Linked DNA regions of Ovis aries: all the other regions are linked to region 3. A link is a contact called in public Hi-C data. All regions are on one chromosome and are shown on one strand. The core of a region is the stretch at or near the end of the contact, and the rest is flanking DNA. Distances in the headings are between cores, read along the strand shown. Region 1 has its middle 280 kb from the start of TRNAK-UUU. Region 2 overlaps LOC105610274 (a long non-coding RNA gene). Region 3 overlaps POC1B (POC1 centriolar protein B).

What was found. A called contact is a pair of places that touch in the nucleus more often than the background predicts.
Region 1: a contact with region 3 is called in a Hi-C map of blood, with 8 times the contacts expected there. The contact joins two enhancer-like sites. A contact is called at or near these places in 12 of 16 Hi-C or Micro-C datasets (blood, liver, mesenteric adipose tissue and 5 more).
Region 2: a Hi-C map of mesenteric adipose tissue shows a contact between it and region 3, with 2.3 times the contacts expected there. The contact joins two enhancer-like sites. A contact is called at or near these places in 2 of 16 Hi-C or Micro-C datasets (mesenteric adipose tissue and skin fibroblasts).

What each region holds. Positions count from the first base shown.
Region 1 is chr3:125,368,455-125,372,332 of ARS-UI_Ramb_v3.0, forward strand. No RefSeq gene overlaps it. Among named protein-coding and RNA genes, the nearest start is that of TRNAK-UUU, 280 kb to the right of the region's middle. Within about 2 kb of position 1,632, at least 5 of the 54 cell types and tissues checked have an H3K27ac peak or open chromatin away from gene starts, as enhancers often do.
Region 2 is chr3:125,501,029-125,504,964 of ARS-UI_Ramb_v3.0, forward strand. The region is part of intron 1 of LOC105610274 (a long non-coding RNA gene); the gene reads right to left. Among named protein-coding and RNA genes, the nearest start is that of TRNAK-UUU, 150 kb to the right of the region's middle. Within about 2 kb of position 1,808, at least 12 of the 54 cell types and tissues checked have an H3K27ac peak or open chromatin away from gene starts, as enhancers often do.
Region 3 is chr3:125,821,335-125,825,486 of ARS-UI_Ramb_v3.0, forward strand. The region is part of intron 9 of POC1B (POC1 centriolar protein B); the gene reads right to left. Among named protein-coding and RNA genes, the nearest start is that of GALNT4, 66 kb to the right of the region's middle. Within about 2 kb of position 2,292, at least 16 of the 54 cell types and tissues checked have an H3K27ac peak or open chromatin away from gene starts, as enhancers often do.

The DNA.
Region 1 (3,878 bases), core at 382-2,881, 450 kb before region 3:
CCAGCTGGGGAAGGGGCTGGATACTGCCCCTCACACGTGTACTGTGCTGCTGGGTGACCTGCCTTTGTGTTTGTGAGGTGGCAGCCAGGTTCCCATCAACTCCGCCTTCCCTCAGACTTCCCTGCAGTTTTCCTGACTCGTGGACCACAGGAGTCCCATGTGGACGGGAGGTGATGAGAGGCTGACGGAGGTTCCCATCCGACCGCATAGGTTACGTGCAGGAGTGCCAGTTTGTTCTCGGTCCTTCCCACTTCACATCTAGCTTCCTTATAGCTAGCTCGGAGATCTTCACGCTCCAGGATCTGAGATGAAGACCGCCTTACAGAAACTGGTTAACCAGCCTCTACAATTGCATAGGTCAAATTCTTACAATAGGGCTTCCCTCATGGCTCAGATGGTAAAGAATCCGCCTGCAGTGCAGGAGACCTGGATTCAATTCCTGGGTTGGGAAGATCCCTTAGAGGAGAGCATGGCAACCCTTTCCAGTATTCTTGCCCGGAGAATCCCCATGGACAGTGGAGCCTGTTGGGCTACAGTCCATGGGGTCACAAGGAGTTGGACATGACTGAGTGACTAAGCATAGCACAGTACAATTCCTGTAATAAGCCCTTTAGTGTGATTTTGCACACACACACACACACACACACACACACACATTTTTGATTGATTGAACTCTTCTCACTTTGGACCCAGACTGATACACAGTACCATCCCTGGACTTTTCCATAATGTAAATCAGGACATCTTCTTTCATGTTTAAGTGAGTGTGAATTTCATTCCCATCACTTGCCGTTGAAAGGACTAATATGCAGGATTATCATATTGTGACTAAGCAGCTTGATATCCTGAGGGCAGGGTCTGTGCATTACTCATCCTTAATTTGCCAGCATCCAGCAGGCTGACATGTACATAGTAGGCACTTGGCAAACAGTGACGAATAAATGGACAACAAATGGCTACAGAATAAAAATGTTCTCCTGGGGACCCCGAGTTAAAGCCTCACACAACGTGAATCATGTGGAAGAAGAAAAGCAGGATGCGTGGAAACTCCCAGCCTCTGGATAAAGCTATGAAGATCCTGGGACTGAGGGCAGCTGAGCCCTCCACCTGGCAACTGGGGTCCGGTGGTGGGGAAGGACAACACATGTTAGGCATCTCATGTTCATTACTAGCACAGCAGGTGTCCCGGGGCAGCCAGCGCTCGCACGAAAGTGAGCTTCCTGTCACTCCTGACCAGGATTCGCTACATGTGCAAAGCAGAAGTGGTACAGAAAGCTATTTTTTAACATAGAAAACTTGAAAGTGTATCAGGTTCTGAGAAAAGGAAGCTTCTTAGAAAGATGATTTCATGGTACGAAACCCCATGAATCATCTAAAGAATTTATATCTGAACTAAAACATAAATGCTAGCCATTCTTGGTTCCTGCCTAGAACACTCTAACAGATCTTAAGGAAGTAAGAGGTTCATGGGAACCACAAAGGCAGACATTTCTGAGCAGAAATGTTCTCAATGGTTTGGCTGATATTCAGTATAAGTGAATCAGGTGATGAATCAGCTTATTTCCAAGAACAAATCTTTGCAGAGGAAACACATGACATACACATATTGACTCAAAACGGCAGAAGGGTGTGGTAGGCTGATAATGGCCCCCAAAGATACCCAGATCCTAATCCAGGGAACTGGGAATATTACTCTTATGTGGGAAAAGCACCTTTGTAGAGGTGGTTGAAGTAAGGATCTTGAGATATAAAGGGTGTCCTAGATTATCCTGGGCCAAATGCAACCATAAATCCTTATAAGAGGGAGGAATAAAGGGATTTGACTGTGTTGGAGAAGCTGATGTGAAGAAGCAGAGAGAGATTTAAAGATTCCTTGAGGATGGAATAAAGGACCATGGGCCAAGGAATGCAGTAAGGCAGAGGGTGAAAAGGCAAGGAAAGGGACCCTCTCCAAAGCCTCCAAAAAGAGAACCTTGGCTTCACCCTTAGAAGTCCATTTTGTACTTCTGACCCCCAGAACTGCGAGAGAATAACTGTGTGCTTTTTTAAGCCATCAAGCTGGTGGTCAGCCCGCTCCAGTGTTCTTGCCTGGAGAATTCCAGGGTTGGGGGGGAGCCTGGTGGGCTGCCGTCTATGGGGTCGCACAGAGTCGGACACGACTGAAGCGACTTAGCAGCCGCAAGCGGGTGGTCATTTTACCTTTCTTTAGGTAGCCCCCACTTGGGAATCTTGAGTACAACTCTTTTCCTCCGCTAGGGGGAGCTCAAGCTGTATATCAGTGAGTCATAGCAGACGCAAAAGACCAGTTTGGTTTTCTTGTCTATTTGAGTGAATTAGGAGAGTGGGCTGTGAAGTCAGACATCCTGGATTCAAATCCTAGCTCTGTTTCTACTTCTAGTTATTGGAAAAGTTATTTGTCTTATTTATGCTCCCAATTCCCCATTGTAAAATGGGGATGATAATAGTGACCTGTTAGAAAATTGTGGGAAATCATTGAACAGACACTTCACAACAGAGCGTATCCAAATGGTAAAAAATACAAAAAGAAAACACTGTACCTCATTGCCTCATTGATTATCAGTTCAGCACACAATGAGATACCACTACTTACCCACCAGAAGGGCTAAAATAAAGACTAAGGAGATCAAGTCTTTACAAAGAAGTGAAACAAACTAGGAGTCTCATACATGGCAACTAAGTGTAATACTGTCCTCAGACCAGTCAAGGGGGGCCCACCCTGACCCTGCTCCATCCCGTGGAGTGAGGAGCCCAAGAACATGACCACTCAGAACCTATATCCCCTCCTCCCTGGACAATAGTCTAGACACCCAGGACTCCAGAATTGGGCCTGAATTAGGCCTCTTCCCTAAGCTCATTTTCCAAAGGCAGGCCACACTGCTGGTGTGTGCAAATCTTGATCCAAGAAGTGGCCAAAGGGTGGCTGTGATAACATAGCCTATGCATGTTAGGCTGGTTGGGTGGGAAAGAATGTCAGACTTTGTGCTAACGAATGAGAGATGGCTCTCCTCATGCTGAGTATAATGGGCAAAATCCCTAGAAACAATGGTTTGGCAGGATATGTGTATATATACACACATGTCTAAACAAATATGCTGATTTCTGTTTCTGGGCATATATATACACATATATACATATATAGTTAGACACATACAAATTGTTAGATAGAACTAGTACCACTATTCATTATAAACAACCACATTTTCTTCACTGTTAAAGTGTATAAATAAACTGCAGTCTAATCATGCAACGGAGTAATGACACCAATGAAAATGAATAAACTACTGCTACAACCAGCAACGTGGACAAAGCTCAAAAATATAACATTGTACCAAAAGAGACCAGATACAAAAGAGTATGTGCCCTGTGATTCCACTTATATAAAGTTCAAAACCAGGCAGCACTAATCTGTACTGACAAGTCAGGCAGTGATAGCTTCGGGGAGGAGGAGGATAGTGACTGGGGATGGGGCGTGTCTCTGGGGTGCTACCAACGCTCTGTGTCCTGATCTGAGTTTCAGTTGTATAAGCATGTTCCATGTATGAAAGTTCATGGACATGTACACCTAGGATTTATGTGTGTCATGTATATGTATATTTTTTTCAATAAAAATATATTTTAAAAAGAAAAATGGTGTCTTATCTCATAGGCTTGTTATAGGGATTAAACGATTCAATAGACCCAAGCTACTGAGACAGAGTATGTCACACAGCGAGTGCGTATTATACCTAGGGTGTCAAGTGCTCTCTCTCTTTTTTCTTTATTAGAGTTTAGCTGCTTTACAATGCTGTTGTTAGTTTCTGCTGTACAGCAAAGTGGATCAGCTATATGTACACATATATCCCCTCCGTCACACAAAG
Region 2 (3,936 bases), core at 558-3,057, 320 kb before region 3:
TATTCTAACCGAAGCGTTTTCTTTCATTAAAAAGAAGGGCCTAGTACACTCAATTCACTTTCCCAGGACTAATGAAAGAACACCCATCAAATAAAAGGGTCTCTAAATGTTCAACTCCAGGTTATTGACCTCAAATGCCTAAGAATGCTTCGTTGAAGAGGTCAGGAGCAGTGCTAGGAAGCACAGAGAAGGATGAGAAGATCCTGCCCAGAGAGAAAGCACAGCCTCCTCCACTTCACGTGCCCTGGTCCTCTGAGCATGGCACATTTGCTGGGGCGCTGTAGGAAAATCACTGGTCTCTGTGTACGGTAAGCTACAAAGCCTTCCATGGGAAACAAGTTTCCATCATCCCTCTCCTTCATAGGAGGTAACCTTGAACGATACAAGAAACCCAGATGTTTTGAAGTCTAACAAGCTGAACTTTAAATTCCATATTTGTATATACAAGCTGTAGAATTTGGACAAGCTTCCTCTCCTTTCAAAGCCTCAGTTTCAACCTCTCTGCTATAAAATTCGTAACAGCGACTTCATGGCGTTGCCAAGAGACTGCAAACGAAACAAGGACGCTGACTGCCCGGTTATGCGCAAGCTTCGGAGTAGGCACACTTTCAAAAATCTGTTGGTTCCCACCACTTCCCCCATGACAAAGAAGATCACGGGGAAGCATAAGCCCTCGGGCACCTGGTGGGAAATGAGGAACTGAAAGGCATGGAGGGAGCGTAAGAGGAAATGGAGAGGGTGACGCGGCCCATCTCGGCCAGCACCACCCCCATCCCCTCCCGTTTCACCAGGCCCGGCCCGGTCTCACGTGGAAACGAGGGATAAGATATCAGCGTATCAGACAGAAAGTACAAATTCACTGCATCTGACTCAGAAGCTGGACAAAGCTGCCCAGAGCAGATAATAAGTATAATCATCCTGATCTAATCCAGAAACCTCCGGCTTCAATCGCTCCAGGCTGAGAGGTTCTCTTGCGGTTGGAAGGAAACCCACTCTGGGCAACATGTGACTGTTGCTAATCTTTTTCTAATCTTCGTGTCAGACGTGATCTTTTCATGAGTGAGGTTTTGGGGGTATTGCTGTATTTCTGAAGATGTCTTATGAAAGGAGGTCTCTTCTAGCCCTTGGAAAAACAAATATTTAGCAAAAACTGGTCAGTTTTAGAGTTAGTTCCTCTTCATCCTCAACGTCTGAGCTCTTTCTATAAATATTTGTTGATCTGTAATTGGTCAACAAATATTTATTAAACCCTGAGAATATTTGCTGTGTCAGACACTGTGAGACAGAGAAGAAGTGGAGGGTGTGGATTTCACTCTCAAGGAACTTGTAACCAGCTCAGGCACAGGAGACCTACTCCCACCCTACCCCACCCCCAAGTGACAACTGGCCAATGGGACAAAACAAAAATATCTCTCCTCAAGTGACAGCATGCAAGAGTGCCTCCTGCCCCAGAGAGTTGTCATGAAGCTCAAATATAGTGATGTGTAGGAAGTACCTGAGGAACGTGTGTGTTTAACAAATTAATTTTTCCCTCCCCCTAGAAGAAAATCTAGGAAAGAAAATATGTCAAAGGCAAGGCAACAGAGTGTCACAAAGAGGAGGTCATCAACAGCAAATGCTGCTGAGATATTCTGACAAAAAGGAAGTCACAACTGACCTTTTGGAGAACTGTTTTAGGAGTGTGATGAAGATCAAAGTCGGTTAACTGCAAGCAGTTAGGAAATGAAGGCATATCTCAAAAGTGTAGCCAATAGCCATAAACAACACCTTTGAGAGATTTGGGTGGGAAAAGGAAGAGAGAAAACCATAGGATCTAGTGATGGGCGTTCTGTTTCTTTTTTACAACACAAAGTTCTGTTCAAAAGATTTCGCCACGAAAGGGGGAAAAAAATTTAAAAATTCTAGAATCTCCCACAGCCCTAATATGAAGCCAGCAAGACAACCCCATGGCCTTGTGCCTCCAAGGAACTCAAAGCCAGGTAGATCACTTTCTTTTTCTTTTTTCCTTTTTAATCAAAAGATTCTGAAATAAACATAGCATTTCCAAAATTTTTTTCCAAAAAATAAATAACCTTGTCTCTTCCACTAGCGTTCTACACAGCAAAGCAAAAGAAGACAGAGGTTGGGGATTCCTTGAGGTTAGGACTCCATGAGCTTTCACTGCCAAGGACACAGGTTCGATCTCCAGTTGGGGAACTGAAATCTTACAAATTGTGTAGCCAAAAAAAAGATGATAGAGGTTAATTAAATTTAACTTTAAGAAAGTTACAGAAATTTTGTCTAGGATCTTGTATCTCTGTTAAAGTTATTAAGAGTTAGTTTATACTTTGTAATAAGCATTGACATGTTATATTGGCTTTTTATATTGCTCATATCACTGAGTCAATATTATAGGAAAAATAAGGTTGTTCATGGCAAAACTTTTGCCCTCTGGAGACTTCAATTCAATAAAGACAACAGAAAATATACAAGTAACTCATGTGAAAAAGGACACTGTGACCAGTTTAATAAAGGGCTAACAATATTTGGAGGAGAAAGGAGAAAAAAGTGAAAGTTGGGCTGGGAGAGCTGAGTTTTCTTGGAAGAAAGATGGATTTAAGTTAGATTTTTAAAGAAAGCATAGGAATGTGAGAGTGGATTTGACAGGGACAAAGAAGAAAGAGGAGGAGGTGCAATTCCACTGGATTCCAGGCAAGATGAAGGAATGAACAAAACCAAAAATAGCTATAAACAAAAGACCATACGAAACAGCCTAAAGAGTCAGGCAAAATATCCACTGTACCAGAATGAACCTGACTAAATTCAAGCCTTTAGATGGAAGATCCATACCTCCAGGTCCAATTCATTATTTTGTTATTACTCATGGTACTATTTCCTAACCTCAGTCTTTCAGCTCTAGGGTCTATTTTTTTCCCATTGTACTCCTACAGCAGAAAGAGGAAATAACTCATCCAGCAGTGGGGATTTCTTAGTAGGGTTTTGAAGAGAGATGCTGAGGGTGGCTGACTCTGCCAAAATGTTTCCTTTTTCTCTTGCTGTTCGTCAGATATTACTGTTGAGCAACCCTGGTGAGTGTCATCAACATGCAATCTCAACTGATTTATCTTCCTTCACTCACTCAAACTCAGCCCTTTGCCTCTTTTTTTTTTTTCCCTAGCTCATTTAGAGTTTCACAACCTCTTACCTTTAACTGCTGAGTAAGTGCAAAACATTTGTGTGTCTGGCATCAGATATGACAATCTCCAAGAAAAAGGATTCACGGTCACAGAGATAGCCAAGGCTACCTATTATGCCTTAATATTTTGCTTTGCCATTATTTCATTTTAAAAGTTCATTTCTATTTTTCTCAGAGAGTCAGTTTCCAAATAACAAATTTCCATGGCTGCCTTTTCCTCCATGTCCCTTCCTTTTGAAATGTGCATGACTGCAGAAACCTTATGAGTGCCACAGAGCTCCTACTATCAGTTTCTGCTGAGACCCGTAAAAAAAATTCCACACCAATAAACCATTGATGTGGGTATAGGTGATGGAATATTTGGGGCTAATGGAATCCTAAAATGGAATTTCAGTCACACAGATAGAGGAAATTAACTTCATTTGTAGGTCAAAAGTTGATACAAGTGTCCTTGAGGTAGGGACACCGCAGTTCCTGGCTCTCCCCCAGCCAACACAGGACTGGAGTCTTTATAATCTATCCCCAAGTCAACCTGACTTTCCTTGGATGAGCCAAGAAAATTTTGTTTCCTCCTGTCCCCGTTTCTCTCCTCTACCTCCATCTCTACAGGAAGAAAAACGGTTTGGGTTTTGACGGAGGTTTCTGGAGCGGAATTGTAGATCTAATTGTTAAACAAATATATATGGTCTGAGCCTAATGAAAGAGATGACTGTGCTTACAATGGCTAAACAAAACAGGTAAGAAAAAGGAGGTGGTGTGTT
Region 3 (4,152 bases), core at 1,042-3,541:
TGTGGTAGAATCAAAAGAAAGGATGTCCACAACAGGGGGAGTGGAGGTCTGCAAATCGATTACATCAAGCTTTGGATTAATCTGCATATGTACATTAAAAAGGCTAATATTAGATTTTTATACCATAAGAAATTGGATGTCATTTGTAACAGTCTAGAGGGTATTTCCTAATATATTCTAAAATATATTTGTATATTAGCATGGATAGAAAATTTTTAAATATTAGCCTATCAAATCTATCAGTATATAAGAAAAGATCATTGTGACCAAGTTGAATTTATCCCAGGAATAAAAAGTTGCTTTTACATTTGAAAATCAATGGGATTCACCTAGGAAAGGCTATTAAAAATAAAATAAATGACCCACCTTAAAAGATGCAGAAAAAAATCCTAGCCAGTTCAGTAAGACAAGAAAAGGAAATAAAAGCATTAAGATGTAGGAATTGGAAACAGAAGAAATAAAATTCGTTATTCATATATAATTATCTACAAAGAAATCACAAAAGAATCTACCACTAAATCATTAAAACTAACAAGAGTTTACTAGATCCAAAATTGATATATAAAATCAATGACATGTCTGCATTTTAGTACACAGAAAATGCAAATTTTTAAAAATCATAATTTATAACACTATAAAAATTTAAAAATACATCAGAGAAAAACCAAGATGCATGAGACCTTTATGGAAAAATAAAATTCATGTAAAGATATTAGAGAAGATTATTGAAAGTTATACCATAAACAGCTCAGAAGCAAAGCCCTGTATAAATGGAAAACAAATACAAAATAAAAATGGTGCCACAAATTGGTAGAGGAAGGATGACTTGTACCTGAGAAGCAGGCTCACTAAATAGATCCCTAACACTACATAAAAGATGGACAGCAGATAATTTATAAACCTAAATGGCATGTTAAAACTACAAAGTTAATAGGAGTAAATGTGTAAAAATATCTTTCTGACATGGGGTAGAGAAGGATATCTTAAGCTAAAGCTGCAAAAGTAAAGCCATAAGGCCGAAAAAATTAAAAACGGGTCCATCCTGTTCACACCAATATTAAGCATTTCTGTTTCACAATGGATACCATAAAGTTAACAATCAGATAATGAACAGGAGGAGATGGTATGTTTGGAACTGGAAAAGGACAAATATCTAAAATATATAGGAAAAAACCCCGAAAATAAAAATAAAATATATAGGAAAAACCTACAAATCAATGTGAAAAGAACAGAAGTCCTAAGAAAACATCACAGGAAGCCTAACAGCTATCTAGACTATGAAGAGATTTTCAGAAACATTAGTAGTAATTAGAAAAGGGAAGAGTAAAGCAAAATCCCACTTATTACCTATCAGATTACAAAAGCTAGAAAGCTCAGTGATGTGCTGACTCTGTTCATAGAGCATTTTTTGTGATGGCAAAAACAAGAACCACCATCTTGGAGAAACTAACACTACATTGTAAATCAATTGTCAATACAATAAATAAATTCAAGAAACAAACCACAATCAGAAATCCCCCAGTGTTTATCAACAGTAGAACAGATACATAATCATGGGAATTACTGTCTTAGATTCATTGGAATCTTATATAGCAGTGAAAATGAATGAAATACAACTACGCATAACAACATGTGGAAGCATGAATTCAGAATCCATACAAACAAATCTCAGGATCTTAATGTTAAATAAAAAAGCAGGTTATATAAAAATATACACAGTATGATTCCATTATATAAAGTTTAGAGCTATCCAAAATGAAATAATATCTAATCATTGATTCAAACATATATAGTAAAATTTAAAAGAAAAGCAAGGGAATAATAGAGTGGTGACTACTTTGGAGGAAGATTATTTCAGAATTTGGAAAAAAAAAAAGGAAAGAAACCACAAGGTCACTATTTACACTGAACATTATGAATATAAAGAAGTAAACAAAGGGCAACAAAGATAGCAGAAGTGAAGTGAAGTGAAAGGCACTCAGTCGTGTCTGACTCTTTGCAACCCCATGGACTACACAGTCCATGGACTTCTCCAGGCCAGATTCTTTACCAGCTGAGCTACAAGGGAAGCCCCCTAAAGACAGCAGAGCTTGGTATCAAAAGCTACCAACAGTGAGTGTACTGGCGAACCTCAGGAAGGGACTGTTGACTGAGAAAGGCCTCCCATGGAGCAGAGAGAGCTTAAGATGACTTCTTTAGAGAAGTTACGAAAACAAAAGCAGAGAGGGAGGGCCGGAGATGAGGTTATGAGCCTCCCTGAGCATAGAGGCAGAATGCTGACACAAACTGTTGCACAAGGTGGCCGCCAGAGAGGGTGGCAAGGGTCAGATTGTGTGGGGTGAAGGCTTCTGGGGAGGCACAGAAGAACTGGAGGCCAAAATGCACGTTAGAAAGATTATGCTGGCGGGAACACGTACAGTATACAGAATAAAGTAGGGATATAACAGTGAGAACACTGCAGCAGTCAGGGGCTGTGGGAATAGGGGCTGAACCCGTGGTTAAGAGGCCTGGAATGATTTCAAAAGCAGTATCATGTCTGATCAGTACAGCTGAAGTTTGGAAACACTGTGAAGTGTTTACATTTATCCAGCCACTTGTGTTACAGGCAGAGGGGTACACACCCAACAATCCCTATACTGCAATAAAGAAGGAATCAGAACCATACAAGACCATCTATTTGCCTAGGTTTTTTCTGGCCATTGCACAGACCAGAACGCACAGCCTCCTTCCCGTCAGCTCTGGGTCCAGAGTTGAGGCAAAGATAAGAAACCTGAGGCCGACCTGCTTTCCTTTCAACGGTGAGCTAGCTATCCAGAAAGTGCCTGCAGACACCTTATTTTCTTTTATCTACTGCCACCTAGTGTAGATATGAAATTGTTTACCAATGAAAAATTCAATCTGCTTTTGCCATCTGAAACAAGAACTGCTCCAAAAGATGAAATCATATGGAAACGATCAGCGTCTCTCATAGAGAAATCCTTGAGCTTCTACGAGCTGGGAAATTCTTCCTACAACAATATTTTACTGTATCGTGCTACAAGTTGCTGCCACATTCATTAAGTGAAGCAGGAAAGTCTCACTAAGTAAAAGTTTATAGTCTTCTCCACAAAGAAAATATGCTGAGACAGTGACACTTACAGTTAAGTTCTTTGCAAGCTAATCTCCGTGAATATTAACAGCACCTTCTAGCTCTCCATTTTTATTAAAGGAAATAACGCTTCAATAACTACAGTTGCCTTGAAATGGGAATCAGCTGCCTCATGAGAGGCTGAGTTTTCCATCATCGAACAAGGGATTCATGCATGATGGAGGATTAATACAGGTGCCCTCACAGATTCCATCCCATGCCGAGGTTCTGGACAGCGAGGCGTTCATGAGCTAAAAAATTCTGAAGAGCAAGAAACATGTCCATCCTGTCCACTGTTGCATAATCTAAAGCTACTATGAGGTCCAGTATTTGTTAACAGGATGAAATTAAATCTCGATTCTACTGAAGCACTGTATGAAAATAGTTATAGGTACAGAATGGAACCAGAGTGACTGGTTGCAATTCTCATGTTGCTGCTTGCTAGCTCTAAGGTTTAACTTACATGGACCTCAATTTCTCATGGAATACAAATGGTGCTTCCTTTATAGTTTTTAGGAAGACTGAATGACAGTTTATGTAAGGCAATTAGAATAATGTTGCATGTGTTAGATATTATTATTATTGATAATCTCTAAAGAACATTTTCAGAGGTACAAAACAATACATATACCACACCTAGAACTGAAATACAAAATTGGTAGAGGAGGTCAGTTTTATTAACCATTAATTAATGACACAATGTTTCAACCTTAATAGAAGGTTGAAATAAAAACTCAATCTCAGACTCCAAGTCATAAATTGATCACTTGTAGTTTTCAACTATGAATCACGGCCAGACTACCACATAATATCTTTATATAAATATTTGGTTGAAGTTAAAGGAAGTTTTCCTTCCTGCTCAATATCATATAGAATTTGCTATGCAATGTGGTGATTAAGGTAACTTCAAATGGCCATAATGAAATCAGAAACCAAAAAAACAATTATTGACAAAATCTTTTTAATTAACTTCAAGGCTATGGTTTTTCCTGTGGTCATGTATGGATGTGAGAGTTGGACTGTGA